Linked DNA regions of Zea mays: region 1 is linked to region 2. A link is a contact called in public Hi-C data. All regions are on one chromosome and are shown on one strand. The core of a region is the stretch at or near the end of the contact, and the rest is flanking DNA. Distances in the headings are between cores, read along the strand shown. Region 1 holds the start of LOC100278121. Region 2 holds the start of LOC100191634.

Region 1 (2,700 bases), core at 97-2,596, 180 kb before region 2:
GCCTCCCGTCGGTGGCTTCGACAGTCCAGCAGTTCGGCACCGCATCGGCCTCCCATCAACAGCTAGCCAGCTCCACGCCTCCGCTTGCTTTTGCTGCTCTGACCGAGGGAGCTGTGAATGTGAAAACTGAAAACTGAAAAGTGAACCGTGCTATACTGTTGTGTCATGTGCTAGCTGCTTTGATTTGAACCGTTTGCTAGTTGCTAAGTATTGGTAGTTTGATTTGATTATTTATTTGCTAGAGGGAGAGTCCCTGTTTGTTAGTTTAGTAGGTTATTTGAGAAAAATTAAATTTTTATGTTTGTGGGGATATCTTTGTAGATATTAAAGATGAAAAGAATTTGAAGCATTTTTAAGACTTAAGAACTCAGAAGATAGATTTACCTCACAACATCAACTCACGAACGACTCACGAACGGTATGTATTGATTATTGTATTTTTAGAATTCATATCGATTTATTTTGAGCTATATATTAGTAGCCTGGTAGCCCACCTCTTGGATCAATCCTAGATCCGCCACTGCACGAGCAGAAGGTCTTATCTTATGTTTGTCTCTGTCCTGGGGTGAGCTCCCATGCATGGTGAACGAAACTTGAAGACGGAGAAAACGAGGGGCAGAATGGGTAGAACACAACAACAAATGACGATCAGCAGTCAGCACTATGAGATGCGAAATGTTCAAAGGGCGTGTGATTATAATGCCAGCAAAGCAATTGTCGTCTTCGCGATGCCAATAGTCTGAAGCCCAATTAGAGTGCCAAAATTGCAAAAATCTCGATGATGGAAATCTATCTGAAACATCCGTGCTACTCCAATCGGCAAATTCTAACAGCAATGGCATCAACGGAAGGTATTATGAACTATGATCGATACAGGCTAGCTAAGGGTAGTCTAAAGGGAAAAAATGAACCGCGTGGCAACACTAGCGCCAGTGACACCCATCACCGGAACAGATCGCCGAAACATTGCGCCCATCCCCTAGCGCAGGGGCATCGCACACAAGCGTCAACCAGGGCGGCCGAGATCTAGAAGCGGACTTGATCGGGGGGTTCACCTGGTTGGTCAGCGCTTCTTGTGCTCCTGGACGAACTTGGAGTTCTTGAGGTCCTCCTCGGTGAAGTTGGCCGTCATCTTAGTGATGATGAAGCCGGTGATGGCGAACCCCGTGAGGAAGGGCCAATTGCGCTTCCACTCCCGGCGGAAGAAGACCGGCCACGGATCGAACGTCTTCATCTACTAGGCCTCCGGCTCCGGCTCCGGCTCCGGCTGCTCGCGATCTCCTCGCACCCTCCTCCTCCGGCTTCGCTTCTCGCGAGATTGAGGTGAGAAGTGGATGGGGTCGAATGGAAATTCTCCTTCGAGTTCGATCCCCTCCCCCTCGTAGCGGCGCTGCGACGACCTGCACTGCACCCACCTAGGGTTAGGATTTGAATGGGCCATGGTGAGTGTCAGGCTCGATCCTATGGATTGTTGGGCCGGAAACAGAAGCGCATTCTTTTTCTGTTTCGATAACGGCCCATTTGGATCGAGCTCCTCGACGAATGTAGAAGTGTCTGTTTTGTTTTCGTACGGGTCGTATAGCACTGCTCAATGTGTAAATGCGTTGCAACGGAAAAAATTATAAATATTCATAAAACGAGATGGTACATGCCTATCTACCTATTTGTGTTTTATTTTTATAATTTATTAAAACCATAGTTTATTATATGATGACTATAATATTTATAGTATAAGCTAATATTATATCATTTAATTTTATACTATTCATGCATTTTTTGCGCATCTATAAGAATTACTGAAATCTATACTACTCTATTAAAAATCTAATGTGGGCACCCGGTGATACTATTGGTGTTTCAAAATTTTGGGGTTAACCACCAGATCACATATATCTCAATGTTTAGAAATAAATAATAGTTATATTTGAATAAATGAAAGAGAAATAAGCTTAACCATTTCGTATAATCGATTTTGGTGTTTGACGACCATCACAAACCGTATTGTCGGCGTTTCGACCCCGGGGGGTCCCTGGACCGACGAGTAAATTGTCGCTGCGTGTCCCAGCCTAGATGGGTCGGCGCGAGACGGAACACAAGGGGGAAAAGCAATAAGGGGAACCGCGGCTCGTGTTGTCCTGCGCCCAGGGCGGATGCGCTTGCAGTAGGGGGTTACAAGCGTTCGCGAGGGAGAGAGAGAGCCTGTTCGTCAGCCCGTCCTCCCACGAGGCTACCTTCTCGTACGAGGGCCCTAGACCTTCCTTTTATAGACATAAGGAGAGGGCCCAGATGTACAATGGGGATGTAGCAGTGTGCTAACGTGTCTGGCAGAGAGGAGTCAGAGTCCTATGTACATGCCGACGTGGCTGTTGGAGAGGTGTTGGTGCCCTGTTCATGTGATGTCGTGGCCGTCGGAGGAGCGCTTAAACCCTGTAGAAGCACAGCTGTCGGGGCTATTGGGACCTTGCTGATGTCTCCTTGCTTCCATAGGGGGCTGAGAACCGCCATCGTCATGGAGCACGCGGGGTGTCATCATTACTTGTTTTACCGGGGCGAGCCAGATGGGACGCCGGTCTTGTTCCTCGTAGCCTGAGCTAGCTAGGGGTAGGGTAATGATGTACCCCCCTGCGACGTGATCGGCCCAAGCCCAAGGTCGGGCGAGGCGGAGGCTCCTCCGAGGTCGAGGCTGAGTCCGAGCCCTGG
Region 2 (2,700 bases), core at 198-2,697:
CCCGGAGCTCGGGTGGCGTGTATGGCTCAAGTTAGCGACGGTGGAACACAGGGCTCCGCGGCGGATGGTGGCGGCGAGTGGTGTTCGGCGTATGCAACGACACAGGAAGGTTTAGGGGAAAGGGAAGGGAGAGCGCAACCGTTATATGGTCCGTGGAGGTGCCCGGCTAGCAACGGCGTCAACGGAAAAAGGGGAGAGGGGCTCGCCGGTGAACTCGCGTTTTCTGTTGAGGGGGAAGAGCGAGCGCCGCCAGGGCGGTCCCACGCATCAGTGAGATGCAGAGGAAGCGTGCGGTGATAGCGACTGACGTGTGGGGTCGAGCTGTCGGCACTTCCCCCCCGATTGATGGGCCGCGCGGGATATTCCCCCGGTGGGCCGAATTCGGGTACCAGGCCCGATTAGCTGGGTTTTGGTTTATTCTTTTCTTTTCTTTTTTTCTTTTCTCCATTTTCAAATCCAATTGAATTCAAGTTTGAATTCAAACTTGATGGCTCATCATTTACACTGTATTTGTATAGTTAACAGTAATAAGTTTAAGGATATCTATGTTTTTATATTTTTATATCATTTCTCTTTTTCTTGTTTTCCAAACCCTAGAGTTTAATTTAGGGATTTAATTTCCCATTGGTGTATTAACATAATTATTATTTTTGTTTACCATATTTTTACATCATCACAAAATGCACACAAAGTAAGATCCAACATGATGCACAGGTTATTTAGGTGTTCTTGGTTCTAATTACCCACTTTTAACTAGTGTTGATCACATGCAATGAATAGTAGAGGCCACAAACTAATGAGTTTATCTCTATCCACTTTTATTACACTTTTGAGTATTACAATATTTCAATTACTAGTTGGCTTGATGGAAAAACCTAAGACTACATAAATTTATTGTGAGCTAAACTTTTACAAATTTGAAATGACAGCAATATACTATTTAACACGGTATTTTCTATTGTTTATGTTGTATCTTCACGTACTCAATAGATGCTTAGCCATAAAGTACGCTTTTTTTTGTTTAGATCCCTACTTGCTTGAAAAATCGTTCTTCGTGTCTGTCTCTAGAAGAAAAAAAAACTGAAAAATTCAGCCAGATTTCATGAGTTTGATAATTGTAAGAGTGGCCGAAAAAATAATACCGAAATTTAAAACCCCGGACAAATGAGGTGTTTGTGTTTGTTTCATAGGAGATGTAGGCAACCACAAACCCGCGTGGCCGCAGCTGTCTCTAGTACCCGTATCCGTTACGGTGCTGCGCGGGCAGGCGATGACAGGTGGGCCCTCGCGCGCGGTGCACGCAACGCCGCAGCCGTGGGCTGGGCTGGCCGAGGCCGACCCAGCGCTGACTCAGCCGGCGCCCCCGCACCACCACCACCCATCGTGTTCGAATTACCCCCTTACTGCAAAATCCAGTATTTAAGCGCCGCGGAACACTCTTCGAGATTATCATAATTCTCTTGAGAGGAGGAGAAGAGAGGAGAGGACAGCACCGGACCCGCGACAGAGAGGGAGAGGCAGAGGCAGCCAGAGGCGGAGGATCCGGAATCAACCTCGCCGGCGGCCGCCGCGGTGATGCCGGTGGGGGAGTTGGCTGCGCGGCCAGGCGGCGCCATGGCGGCGGCGGCCGTGGGAGGGGACGACGCTGTCGTCATGCAGCTGGCCGCCGCCGAGGGCGAGGAGACCGTCATCACCGTCAACTGCCCCGACCAGGCCGGCCTCGGCTGCGACCTGTGCCGCACCATCCTCGAGTTCGGCCTCCGCATCACCCGCGGCGGTACGTCCCGCCGCCCGCCCTTCTATTCTATCTCGCTGCGGTGATGAAACTCGATTTAATCCAATCCAACCGCGCCTCCATCCCCCCCCCCCCCCCCCCCCCCCCCCCCCCGATTCCTTGTCTCGCCTGGGTTCGATCGCGACTGTTCGTTGTGGAGTGGAGTCGCGCCATCAAAGATTTCTTTTCCTTCTTCTTCCAGTACCCCCCTCCCCCTTTCCAGATTTCTCGCCCCATCGATCGATTTGGGTGTACAGCTCACCGGCGCCATCTCTTTTCTTTCTAGTCCCATCGTTATCTGTCCGCTCCGCTCTTCTTTCCGCTTCTAGAACGGAAATCCTCAAGTTTCCCTTTTCTTTTTGCACTGCCAAGACGCCCACCAATCTTGCTACAGTTCATGTCGTCTCCTTAATCATTACAAAACTAACCAGTACTGATACCTATGTTCCCCGTGCCGTACATCCCGGCAGTTTGCAACTCACATGCTTGTCCTTTGGTCCTTGTGTAATTTTGCAGCCAAGAATTCTGCGAACCTGGAACCCTTCGTTGTCGTCGACTAAAATTCGATTCTTGTGTATGTGTGTGTGTGTGATTTTAGCAGACGTGTCTACGGACGGCCACTGGTGCTTCGTGGTGTTCTGGGTGGTGCCCCGCTCCTCGTCCATCAGAATCCGGTGGGCGAGCCTCAAGAACCGGCTCATGTCGATGTGCCCTTCCTCCTACTCCATCCCGTTCTACCCGGACATGAGCCAGCCGGGCCCCTCGCAGTTCTACCTCCTCAAGCTCTTGTCACCGGACCGCAAAGGATTGCTGCACGGTAACTACTATATATACGACCATCTATCTCTTCATTTCATGCCTCATCAAGCGTTTAACAGCCTTTGTGCCGTGTCATCCGCAGATGTGACGCACATACTATCAGACTT

Evidence for each region. Hi-C and Micro-C count contacts between places; a contact is called where the count stands out from the background.
Region 1: a Hi-C map of leaf shows a contact between it and region 2, with 10 times the contacts expected there. The contact joins the promoter of LOC100278121 here to the promoter of LOC100191634 in region 2. A contact is called at or near these places in 9 of 25 Hi-C or Micro-C datasets (bundle sheath, ear, endosperm and 3 more).

The regions. Positions count from the first base shown.
Region 1 is chr6:44,309,192-44,311,891 of Zm-B73-REFERENCE-NAM-5.0, reverse strand. It overlaps LOC100278121, which reads right to left and starts at 1,346. Exons shown (of 2, transcript NM_001363950.1): 1 at 1,056-1,346. The coding sequence starts at 1,234. The coding sequence ends at 1,064.
Region 2 is chr6:44,127,379-44,130,078 of Zm-B73-REFERENCE-NAM-5.0, reverse strand. LOC100191634 reads left to right here and starts at 1,447. Exons shown (of 6, transcript NM_001359668.1): 1 at 1,447-1,777; 2 at 2,376-2,591; 3 at 2,676-2,700. The coding sequence starts at 1,576.